Linked DNA regions of Gossypium hirsutum: region 1 is linked to region 2. The links are chromatin contacts, called in public Hi-C maps. All regions are on one chromosome and are shown on one strand. Each heading gives the region's core, a stretch centred on a gene start, on an enhancer-like site or on the middle of the called end of the contact. The rest is flanking DNA. Distances are from core to core; before and after follow the strand shown. Region 1 holds the start of LOC107957411. Region 2 has its middle 93 kb from the start of LOC107961203.

Region 1 (7,032 bases), core at 415-2,914, 180 kb after region 2:
GACCATGTAACCCGATGTAAACATCGTAACTGCTTTGCTGATAAGACGATAATGATATCGGAACAGGGGAAAACATCATATCATGGCTTCTTATATGCCTTCTGTGTTTCTCTATAATACCAGAAAAACCATTGTCATGCAAATGGCCATAAGTGCATGATGAGTGGTCGAATTTCGGGAAATCACTTGAAACACAAGCAGCCGGCATTAATGACACGTCCGAAACAGCAAATCCAACATTTGCAAGGCATTTAGGATCTGGAATTCCAGAACTCGAACTTGGAGGATCAGCACTTAAATTAGTACTATCACATTGAACATCAAACCGTGCTGATTCAGACAACTGACAGGTCGATGATCTCGGGGAAAAGAACGGTGACTGATTTGCAGAAAAGAATGCCGACGAAGATGATGACATAGTTCTAGACGTTGTTGTCGGTAGCAACCCCAACCGGCCGCTATCTTCTCCGAGATCCATATTTAAGACACTTCCTCTCTCGAGCCAGATCCCATAAGTGCAATCAATGTATGAGAAGCCAATCTGAAACAAAAAGGGATTGAAATTAAACAATAAGAAAACATGAAAACACCAAAGAAAGACATGTATTTATTTTGTCCGAAACCAAATCCATACCAGCGATGTTTTAGTTTAACAAACATCAATGTCATTATAGTAAACAAAAAACTAACAATTACAGACACCAAATTCATACATTTTCAAAGCAAAACTCAGAAATAAATATTTCAAATCTTTGAAACACAAAGAATATGAATCAGACTAACAAATATGGCTTTAAAGAAAGCTAAATTGAAGCATAGATTTATTCAAAGACTCGTCATTTTTCTTGATACATTAGAACATACTCATATCCGATGCTCACAAGTCACAACCGACTAACATAGTTCGAAAAATCAAAAAAATGAAAAGAGAAACATGAAAGTAATGAGTAGAGTTTAAGCTCTAGAACATTACAGATCTAAAGAAGCAATTTTCAGATCTGAGGAACTTACTTGGCTTCAAACAATGTCTGCCGAATCGATCAGAAACAAATTTAGCTTCACAAAACTGCAAAACAAAGCAAATAATTAGCCAAAATATATATAAAAAAGATGTATTTTTTATGGCAAAATTGATAACATTTTCGAGTTCGACAATGAAATAGACAAAGTTCTACCAAAGCTAAATCGCGCAAAGGAATTAGTTTTAACCATTAAAACTTAGATTTGATAAAAACCCATTCTTAGAAACAGATTAAACAAAGCAAAGATTTTGAACAATGTTGCCAAGAATCAAAGATTACCTTACTAAAAAGTTGAAAACAGAAAGAACCCAAGATTTGGTAATGGCATCCGAAAACCAAAAGCCTCAACTTGTCCTAAAAACACACACACTTGTTTTGCTTGTTTCTCTTATCTTTTTTTTCTTGTCTTTTTAAAGAACACAATGTCTATAGAAACAAGATTTTCTCTTTCTATGTCTTTGTCTATAGTATTTTTGGGGCTAACAAAGAAGAAGAAACAGCGTTGAAGAAGAGGGGAGGAATGGGACCCAAAAAGATGACCTGACGAGGTATGGGTTGATAGACTCCACTTCACTGCATTCTTCTTTATATATATACACTTTTTTTTTTTGGCTGACAAGACAAAATCCAATGTGTTTTACGGCTTCTGGATTCACATTTGAACATGGTATGGGGTTTTGTTTTTGTCCACTGTTGTTCTTCCTGTGGGTAAAAACAGTAATTTAGACTGGATATGATTATAAGATGTACATAAAAAAATTAACAAAAATATTTGTATATTTTTTAATTAAAATTTTATAACAAATAATAGGTTTAATCTCATAAAATGAAATGTAAAATTTTAGAAAGACGTAATTTCATTTTTACAACAAAAGACTAAAATATTAAATAAAATCAAAATAGAAACTGAGTATCCAATGCCAATGCCGGTGGTATTGTTAGCTTTCAGCTGTTCTTTGGTTTTAAGGTTACCACTAGGGAACCAAACATAGTACTTTGGTTTTCGAAACCCAACAAAAGTGTTTCTCGTTTTACTCTTTTTGAGATGATTTTTATTCATAATTTACAATGCAAAAGTTCACATTGTCATAATCGCCCTTTAATAATTGACATATTTCAGTCAATCATTATTTCTTTATTTTCTCTTTATCAAGTTGATTGTTTTAAATATTCTTTTAGTTTTTATTATAAATATCTTTGTACAATAATTTTTCAAGAAAAAAATATATTATTGGATAATTTGCTGAAAATTCCACAAACCATTCAATAACTACGGTCTCCTTATTATAATTATAATGGTAAATTTTGTAGTTTTGGTCTCTTTATTATAATAACATTTGAGATTTGATTTTTATATTTTAATTTAACATATGATATTAGTTAGTCTAAATATTTAACATTCTTAATTATTTTGATTAATTTTTTATGTCATATGTAAATTATATTATAATTTGACATATGACATTTGGTTTTTTTAGTCATTATAATATAATAGTTGCAGCTTCAATCTTTTTACTATGCTCACATTTGGGATTTAGTCATTATATTTTAATTTAACATCATTTGATCATCTACTTTTACGATTGCATTAGTTAGCTTAAATAATTAGAATCTTTATCTCAAATAATTAGAATCCTTAATTATATCGATAAAAATAATTACGTGAATTTCTCTTGAAATCACCTTTCTAACACAATATATATATGCATAAAGTTGGAATGGGTATTTTTTAAAAAAAATTAAACTTAATATTTTGAGCAAAATAATTAAGGATATCAATTATTTCAACTAACCAATGATATTAAAGAGAGAAACCAAAAATCAAAATTATATCAAATTAAAGAATAGATACGGAATTCTATATTTAACACAGTAAACAAGCCATAACCATTATTTGATCTAAATCAATTTATGTCTAACACAATCATTTATCATTTGATTTTTTCTATAAAAAAGTTAATTTAATTGTAAAAAAAATAGGGATAAAAAATATGTTTGAGTGAAATTCATTAATATTTCATTATTGATATTAAATAGTTTTGGTAGACATCATTATTACCTACAAAATTTTACGAAAAACATTTACAAAGGATTTGCCCAGGGGAAAATATACAAATTTAATATAAGTAGAGCGTTGTGTGTGAGAATTTATAGAGGTAGAGGAAAAGGAATGACATCACATGACAATGATAAAGAAAAAAAAAAGGGAATTTAACAGAACACCACACTAATCTTTATTCTGCAAATAGTTAACAAAGTCTGGCCAATCTTCCTTTTTGGTCATAAAAAAAATTACTTTCACATTGAATGCAACTTGGTAAAAGAGAAAAAATAAATTCTTTTTGTGATGTAATTTCTTATATATTACAATTAAATTATTATTACATTTAATAATTTCATTTTTATACTATCTGAAATTTGCAATGGATTTTATTATTTTAAAATATTCACTAATTTGTAAAATGGATTTGGTGTTCGAAAGTGTTTATGTTTAACCTCTTTGGTCGGTCACGGGAGCATAATATTTATCATATTATTGCTTCTCGGGTTTTAAAAATGTAAGGTTAATGAAATGAAATGGAAAAATAAAATAAAATGATAATTAATCAAAACTAAATAAATTAAAGGATAATTTTTTTATTTTGTTCATTTAATTAAAAGAGTTACAATTTGATCATTGAAATATTTGAAAGTTTTTATTCAAGTCATTGAACTATTTAAAGGTTTTTTTATTTTAAAAAGTCATTGAGTTGTTAAGCTTTTTTTTTTAAGTTTCGCCAGTAAATTTCAAGTAACGATTCAATGGTTGGTATGGTAGATCAATACCAATCGCCAAGTAAAAAAATATATATTAAATCCAAGTTAATCTAATAGTAAATGTTATAAATTAGAGAAAAAAATCTAAATTTTAATTCAAAGATTCATGAAGTCCAAAGTTGTTTAATAAAAAAATTAATTATAGAAGATGAGGAGAAAGAAAGTTTTCTATTGATACATAGAGTGCAAACAATAAAAGCTTTTAAATAATTTAATAATTAAATTCTAATTTTTTAATTAAGTAACTAAATAAAAAACTTCTCCTAATTGAATGGTTTCGGATATGCTAATTAGAATTACCAAATATTGATGGTAGAATATAATATGTTTTTTTTTAAACAGTAACTTAAAAAAAATAGTAAATAATAAATAAATAAACAAATAATATCCCTATCTACCAAAGGACTGTTTGGTTGACTTATTTAGTTTCAATTCAGTACTTATTTCAGTTAGCTTTTCTTCTGCATTTTTACCATGTGGGGTCCTCAAAGTGTAAGATGAACATGGACACACTGAAATGTGTCTTATCGGAAAATAATAGATTTTTAAATGTGATATGGTTATTCATTCAATATAAAATAATTAAAATGTGATGTAATAAAAATATTATTCTTGTAAAAAATACTTATGAATTTTATTAAAATATAAAATAAATTAAAATATGAAAATACAAAAGAAATACACCATTTATCGTATTTAAAAAAATCATTGGTGTCATAATAAATAATTATGTTCCTATCGACCGAAGGACTGTTCGGTTGACTTAAAATGATTACTTTTTTCATTTTTAATTGCATTTTTATTTTATTTTATTTTTTAGATATAATAAGTCCAAAATGCTACTTTGGTAGCCCTTGGCTGATATCACATGCTTCCATGTGAGAAGACATTAACGGAGGGCTCTGATTTCTTTGCAATCATAATCAATCAATGGTTGGCTTTTGAACACGTTTAAAAAAATATTTTTTAATGAAAAAAAAGAAACTTCTGTGATTTTTGTTGGGCATATATTCACAATAAAATGCTTATTTTTATTTTATGTAATATAAAGTAATTAAAATATAATGAGATATTAATTATAAATTTTAATAGTTCAAATCACAATGTAATTTCATATTTTATCACAATTTATCTAGTCAAAAATTTTATCTAGTTTTAATATAATAGTAAAAATATTTTCTTTTTTATTTGAATAGTTTAAATTATAATGAAAGTTTAATTCATTATTTATCAGATTTTAATTTATAATAAAGTGCAATTTTAATTTATATATAAATGTAACATTAATTAAATAAAAATTAATTTAAAATAATATATGTAATTTAGGATTACTTAAAAATAAATCACTATCACTAATTAAAAACTAAAAAATATGCGCTATAAGAGTTGTGATACGAATTTATTTTATTATTAATTATTGTTTATAATGTTATAATAAAATCAAGAAATTAATATCTTGTTATAATTATTTAAGAAATAGTGTTTTAAATGTTAATTTAGTGATACAAATAACAATAAATGTAATTTTGTCGGTTTAATAATTTTTTCCTTTCAAAAATCATTCTTATATAGATTATAGGTTATAGATATGTGTAAATCATATTTATTTTTTAAAAAATAATAAATCACATTTATTACTAATAAAGATATCTGTTTATCACATTTAGTGTTGACACCATTTTTTGATGAAAGATGGGGTTGACTTGGGTTTAAAAAAGAAACGGGAGTCGCCACCAATCCTCCTTTTTTTATGAGGTGCGATTGGATCACCTCGAAGAGGGGTTTTTAATAAACGGTTTGATTTTATTAAAACAACAAGTTTGGTCCACGAAATTCAGAAAAAACGGGTTCGGGAGTAGGTTACGCACGAGGAAGGATTAGCACCCTCGATACGCCCAAAATTGGTACCTAGTTGATTACTTAATGTCTTAATGTCAAAAATTGAGAACCTTGAAGAATTTTAAAAACACGATCCTTGTATTAAAACGTTGAAAATTTTCAGGAAAAGGGAATATTTCACATTATTCGAGAAAGAGAATCATATCCAGTAAGTTAGGACACAATGTCTCAAATTCCCAATACGCGGATGAAAAATGCTTATTTAAAAGATATTTTATTATCTTGGTTTTAGAAATAAATCAGGCCCAGTAAGTTAGGGCACGATCTTTTCTTAATTCCCAAGATCGTTTAAAAACTTGAGTTTGAAAAGATTCGTGTATTTAGATTTATTATGAAAATCGAAACCCAGTAAGTTAGAGTACGATCCTTTCGAATCTAAACACGAAATATTTTTTAAAACAAATTTTGTTACACCGAATAAAATATAACACGAAAATCGTAGTAAAAAATGTGAAAACAAATTACATTGTTGTCATACGTGGTAAAATCATAATACACATAAAAAAATAAAAATAGTACGAGCAATAGCAACGATATAAAAATAAATAAAAATCATACCTACAATCATATAAAATAACAATATATATAAACAAATAAATTAAAACATTCATTCAAAATAATAACGAAAATGAAATAAATAAGTAACAAATACAATTAAATATAAAAAGATATATATATATATAGGCATAAACTAAAATATGTATATATATAAATTAGCAAAATGTATAAAGTATTTTAATATATAAAAGAAACGATAAATATGTATATATAAAAATATGTACATATATATGGGTGTATAAAACTATGGAATATGAAAATAATAAAATACATATGAAAGTAAGTACATATATATGTGTTGAAAAATAAGAGAAAGTATGTATATACAAATTAAAGTTTAAAAATAATGAAAATATACGTATGTATACGAATAAATACGTTAATTTTAGTACATGTTAAAATATATTGAAAATGTATATATATATATATATTTATGTAAAATAAGATATACAAAAAATATATATGTACGTACATATAAAAATATATATATACTTATGAAATAAAAAGGATATGTATGTATATAAATTAATAGCAACATGTGTGTATATACGGATTTATAAAAAAGGGGTATATTTTAAACTATAAAGATTATGTATAAATATGTATATATTTAGGAAAATGAAAATATATAAATGTATAGATATATACATAAGTTGAAAAATATATAAACTATATAAGTATATATGTTATAAAAACAATGTATGTATATCACAAAAATATATGCATGTATATGTAT
Region 2 (6,775 bases), core at 2,570-5,069:
ATATTGAAGCATGGTATGATTGATACACAAATGTGGAACATGCTTAATGACTTTTGTTCATATATAATCCGGTATATGCCTGAAATAGATGAAACTGATATTACAAAACATGTTGAAATGTGTAATGGATGGTACATGTGTATAAAATTTGCTTGATGATTATGTAAATTTGTGATTATGGAATATTATATGGATTACAGTGATTAACTTGTTGATGAAGATATGTGTTTAGGCACTTGGTCAACATGACTTGGCAATGAATTGTATGCTTACCTTATATATAATAGTGGTAAGTTAAATTCAATGTTATATGAACTTGCTAAGCTTTAAAAGCTTACCCTGTTTTATTTTTCCCTATGTTAGAGTAATTCGAAAACTCGTTGGGTTGGAAGCTTGGCAGAGATATTTCACACTTAGCATGGCAGAGATAAGGTTTTGCAGAGCAGGTCGTGTGCGATTAAGCAACCCGTGTGGCTAGAACGTGTGAGACACACGACCGTGTAAAAATGTTCAAATCGTGTGAGTGGACCGTGTGGACCACACGAGATAGGTTTTTGGGTCATGTGGGCCTTTTTGGCCAATTGTAGGGCCCAATTAAGGGTCATTTAGGGGACCTGATATCGTAAGCTAAAACTAAATTATAAGTTGTGGTATACGAAAAATGAATTATGTAAATAAGCATGTCATGTAACGTTTGCTACATGTGTATATGTCATTTGTTTATGATATGTATACTATATGAATCTGATTTGTATATGTTTGGGGTGGGATATGTTATGATAGAGGAAGTGTATATGGCAATATTTACTGCAAATATGACAACTCGACTGCAAAGCTATATGTATGGCAGCTCAGTTGTAATTTGATGAGTGGCACACCGTCACATATTGGTATGATTGGATGGATAGACTTGTGTAGTCCAATATGGTGTGATTGGCTGGACGGAGGTAGTGTGTAGCAGATGGGGGTAGGATATTATGCATGTTATGATTTGATATGATATGTTTGATATGACCTAGCATGATGTACTATGGTATAATAAGCTACAAATCATATCAGATCTAATATGATATGAGATATGTGAAAAATAAGTTCTGTGATATACTATTAAAAGTATTCTTTTATATACTGTGGGTGTGGGTCGAATTGCACATTGGGCTTTAAGCTCACAATATTGTTTGTTTGTCTTGTCTTAGGTAACCCTTCAAACTAGGATTAGACGGCGACATAGAGCTCGGAGTTTCACGTTTTTTTTAAACTAAGAATTTTGGGTTGTTTTGCTTTATTCAAATTGGATATTACAGAGATTTTGATTGGGTTTGTTAATTTTGGATATTTTACGTTTGTTAGGTTATTAGGGTCGTCAGTACAAATTATTATCAAGCTAAGACTTAAACCGGGTTACGACACCTAATTTAAGATAACTAAAATGAATACCAATTTTTCAAACAATGGGAATTTAAATTTTTTTTTCCATTGCAAAACAAATTACATGATTTCGTGAAATAGGGTTTTTGATATAAAAATGTGACGTGGGAATTTACTTATAAATTTTGAAACACTATTAAGCTCCAAAGTTTCTAAGTAGTTAAAATGATATATTTGATTTCAAAAGTTTTACTTGTTTTTCCAAGTCTGCTATATTTGTTTGTAACTTCTACTTAAGCATTGTATCGTTCCCAAACTGATTATAATATTTAGGCTAGGTTGGGAGTGTTACAGTTGTAACCTTCATAATCCGACCATTACTTCTAGGTTGAGTTTGGAGTGTTACAAACTTGTTGCATTTTCAAACAAATCTGTATTTAATGTATTATTGATGTATAAATTTATATATGGAGATTAAATTAAGTAATGAAATGTGTTAAAAATTTTAATTAACTACTAAAAAAGTTTAATATATTACCAAAAAAAAGTTTGATTATGTTTATTTGATTTTGAGGGATTTTCTTAAGTGTGATACATTATCAATATAAATATTTATATTGTGACAACATATTAAATACATAACATAAAAAGTATATTCCTACATGCGATAAATAGGCTTCACACGAAGATTAGTCTTCCTTGGCAACGAGACACCAAAGTTCTCAATCATGTCCAATTCATTTGGCGACATTCCATCAGGCAGCTCCCAATCAAAACAATGGACCAATTGAGCTAGAATAAGTTTAACTGTGATTAACCCTAATTTCTTACCTGGGCATAATCTACGTCCTGCACCAAATGGAATAAGTTCAAAATCATGTCCATGAAGGTCTATTTTGCTATCAATGAACCTTTCTGGAGAGAACTCTTCAACATTATTAGGCCAAACATTAGGATCTCTCCCAATTGCCCAAATGTTTACTAAGACCCTAGACTTTTTCGGTATATAATAACCATCAATAACTATGTCCTCTATTGACTCACGAGGAACTAGCAAAGGTGCAATAGGATGCAGCCTTAAAGTTTCTCTCACAACCATGTCTAAGTACTCCAATTTTGGTAAATCATTTTCCTCCACGATTCTCTTATTCCCGAAAATGCTTTCTAACTCTTGTTGGAGTTTCAGCATTACCCTCGGATGCCTTATGAGCTCTGATAATGCCCACTCTAATGTGGCAGCTGAAGTGTCGGAGCCACCCACAATCATATCTAATATTATGGCTTTGATACTATTTCGATCCATTATATCACCATTGGGATTCATTGTTTGATCTAACTCTGTAAGCAACACACCGACGAAATCATCTTGCTTTTTCTGTAGATGATCGTCAATGACCGCCTCAAGGGCATAGTCAAGTTTTTCACCAAGTGTCCTTGTGGAGGCTTTAATTCCCTATATAGTTGAAAATAATCAACACCATTCACTCAGGGGTTGTTGGTAATGTATATTGCTAATTTGTTTTGATATGGTATATTAAAATACACAGCAACACCATACCTGTAGGTCGAAAGCACCAAGAAAAGGCACAAAATCTGCAAGATTGAAAACTCCTGCAATTTTAGTAAGCTCTTCAACAAGATCGATGAGGTTAAATTCCTTATACTTCTTCACAGGCCCCAAAACCATCATCAAAGTCATCTCTCCATTAATTTCTGCTAGCTTCTTACTGATGTTAACCACTTCTTTTGCTGTTGCAGCTTCCTTCAAAGATTCAGTGAAATGCATTAGCACCTCCTTCCTTGTAGGTGCAAACGATTCAATTTTCGATGGAGTAAAAAGTTGCATATTACAAATCTTCCTCACACTGCGCCAATATGGTCCATGTTCTGTGAATGCTATGCCCCTTTGGCTATTAGAAATTGATTGTAGGACTTGGAACTTTTGGCCTACTTGCGAAAATAGCGTCATGTGTCTTAAGAAACATCTCGGCGACTGGAGGGGATGAAACAACAACGGTTGGCACAGAACCTAGCCTTATGGACATCATAGGACCATATTTCTTGGCCAAGTGATAAAGGGATTGGTGTGGAAGAATGCCTAATATGTGGAGATTTCCAATGATTGGCAAGGGTCGAGGACCAGGGAGGGCTTCCCCTTTTCCTTTGCCATGTTTCCTTGATGAAATGTAAAATAGAACGTAGAAGAAAGAGCAGAGAACTGCAAGGACCGTGAGAAAAGTGATTGCTGAAGGAGCCATTCTTAGTAATTAATTCACATAAACGATATGCTTCTATTGTCTATTGCTTCCCCCTTTTACTTGTACATTTATATATCAAATATCAATTCTTTTATAGATGTTTAATAGAAATGGACAAAAAAGGTGGGACAACTCTTCAGCCATCATATTAGACATGACATCAATCTCTATTACTAGCCATCACAAATTATTTTATTGATTATTTTATAGATATTGTCTATTGCTATCACCCTTTCTTCCTGTACAGTATAGCAACGTGCAGGTCTTTTGTATCGAATTTTTCATGGTTAATATTGAGAATTTTATTATTTAGGGATTTATAAATGTTCAATTTTAAATTTAATTAAAATTTAATATGATTATTAAATAAAATGTTTGAGAAAAAAATAATCCGATCCTTACCTTATCTTAGACTTCTTTTGGGTGGTAATGAAATTAAAAAGGCCGTGACACTAAAATTAATTATTATAATAATAAAATTAAAAATCAATTGTGGATATGTATTTATATCATGAGATTAGAAATTATTAAATTAAATTATATATAATAAGTAATTGTATTTCATATTAAATTAAGTATATATGGAATTTATATTTAAGTTAAATAATATTTTTTAAAATAAATAGTTGAATTTTTATTATTCACGTATTTATGATTAATTCATATAAATTTTATACTAATCGAATTTTTATATTTACTGAATTATTATAAAATTTTGTTATATATTTATTTTAAAATGTGTTTATATTAAATATTAAAGTATATTAATTTTTTATATCAAATAATAATTAAAATACGTTTAATATATAAAAAAAGTTTACATATATTTATTAGATCATTATATAAGAAATAAAATTTATGTCATTTTTATAATAATAAAATTTTCATAATTATTAAATTTATAATTATTATATAATATATATGTGTAAATTGTGTATTGAAAAGTAATACTTTATTAATAATACAAAAACAATGAAGTTCACACCCTCAACCACTGCGAATATATATAATCCTAGAAAACCCATAAAAAGGTTAAAAATGGGAACAAAGATCTCATTGTAGATACGTTTTTCTTAACCGGTGCTTAGAAGTACTTAGGGTTAGTGTTGCTTGTAAACATTATAGTTTAGTCTTAATTTGATCTTAGGTTAATATTAGAGTTTCTGTAAGCTTGTATAAGATTCGAAAATGAATATGAATCATTTTATATACTTATTTTATTTGTATTACAATGTTTAATGTTGTAAATCGTATTCTATTCTGACCATAGTTGTTCCGACAACGAATGTGACATCTTGTAACTCGAACTTAACAATTGAGTTGAGTATATAGTGTTACAAGTACAGAAAATCGCCATTGATATCCTCCAGCAACAAATATGTTTTGTAGTAAAAATAGGTAATGGAAAAGGACCCTATTGCCAAATTTATCTATGATCAATATGGTTCTAGCGAGCCTTAGTATTATTGCTCGGGCAACATACTTCATGCCTATATCTACCACAACCACCGTTAACACTTTAAGGAACTGGTCCAACCATGTATCTAGGATAAACGACCCCACAATCAGGGGCGAAGCTAGGGGGCTGACATGGGCCCTGCCCCCTTAAAATGTAAAATTATTATTTAGGCCCTTAAAATTTTTTTAAAATTTTAAATTAGTAAAGGTAAAATTACACTTTGGCCCCCCTAAAATTATGAAAATTCAATTTAATCCTTTAAAATTATAAAGATATAGATTATAAAAAATTAAAATTTCATCCCGCCCCCCTAAAAAATTGTTCTAGCTTCGCCCCTGCCCACTATCTTATCATCTGGAGGAGCTACTCCAAGGTAATCATTACAAACATTAGTCAAAGGCATTCTAGCATCCCCTGCTACGACCAACCCATCAATAGGTGACTAGAGAATGAAAACTACGTCTTTGAGGGTGATAGTACACTTTCGTCCCGACTGTTCAATCAATGTAGCAGTCAAATATGAGAAAATTGTGCATGACCTCATTTCAAGACATACCTGAATTTGAAAACGTTCATATATTCACGAATTTGATCATCTATCGACCCTAAATCAAGCTTAGCCTGGCCCTGGTTATGAAGAATGCGATCAACATCTTGTCAATTTATTTAGTCAATCAATCAAATAAAAGAATTAAATATATTTTTAGAATATCATAACTATTAAATTAAATTTACCGCAGCTTGTAGTTCATCAAACACGTGATCTAATCTAAGCCATGCCATACCTGAAATTTGTTTCGCACAAACCTAAAATTTTAGAAATACAATTTTCAAACCCTAAACATATATTTCATAGTATCAAATTTCACAACATTCTGCATACAATAATTACTTAATAATTTCCAAATCAATAATTACTTAAAAATACACATTTTCTATAAAAATAAAAATTTATTTAGCATAATAACGATAAACATAAACCAACATTTCTATAACTACAAAAATTAAATAACAATAAACATATCATTTAATAAAAACAAATACTAATTTAATAAAAATAATTATTTATTTAACATAAAAATGTATAACCTTAAACCAAATTTTCTATAACTTTAAAAATTAAATATGAAAATTCATATACCAATAAATTCATTTATGTAACAATCCATACCTGGCCTAGACAACAAGGCCAAGCCTAGAGAGTTACAACTAGAGGTGTTCATGGGTCGGGCCGGGTCGGACCGGGTTCGGGTCGGGCTCAACTAAAAAATATATCCATTTATTGGGCTCGGGCCGGGCTGGGCCCAAAAACGGGCCTAAAATTTTGCCCAAGCCTGACCCAGATAAAAATACTAAAACACGGGCTCGACCTGGCCCGCCCGTGTTAATTTTTATATTATTTATATATATAATACATCAAAAATACTAAAAATATCGAAATAAATATTTCCCAACAAATTGAAAATAAATTTTAAAAATTATGTAGACTTAAATAACACTAAGATAAATACAATTTAACAAGCAAATGCCTCTAAAATAATAAAAAAATTAACAAATACCTTTAAAATAATAAGAAAATTAACAATAAAATAAGTTTTATATAATATCCAAACAATAACAACAAAATAGTAGTAACATAATAGTAAAATTGTAGCAAAATAGAAAGAAAATAACAAGAAAATAACATTCA

Evidence for each region. Hi-C and Micro-C count contacts between places; a contact is called where the count stands out from the background.
Region 1: a Hi-C map of leaf shows a contact between it and region 2, with 2.5 times the contacts expected there. The contact joins the promoter of LOC107957411 here to the enhancer-like site in region 2. A contact is called at or near these places in 4 of 34 Hi-C or Micro-C datasets (fibers, leaf and petal).

What each region holds. Positions count from the first base shown.
Region 1 is chrA05:37,999,450-38,006,481 of Gossypium_hirsutum_v2.1, forward strand. It overlaps LOC107957411, which reads right to left and starts at 1,665. Exons shown (of 3, transcript XM_016892930.2): 1 at 1,302-1,665; 2 at 1,012-1,066; 3 at 1-541. The coding sequence starts at 478.
Region 2 is chrA05:37,815,177-37,821,951 of Gossypium_hirsutum_v2.1, forward strand. It overlaps the pseudogene LOC107957413. Among protein-coding and RNA genes, the nearest start is that of LOC107961203, 93 kb to the left of the region's middle. Within about 2 kb of position 3,820, at least 5 of the 9 cell types and tissues checked have an H3K27ac peak or open chromatin away from gene starts, as enhancers often do. A contact at or near this core is called in leaf, where this site is marked.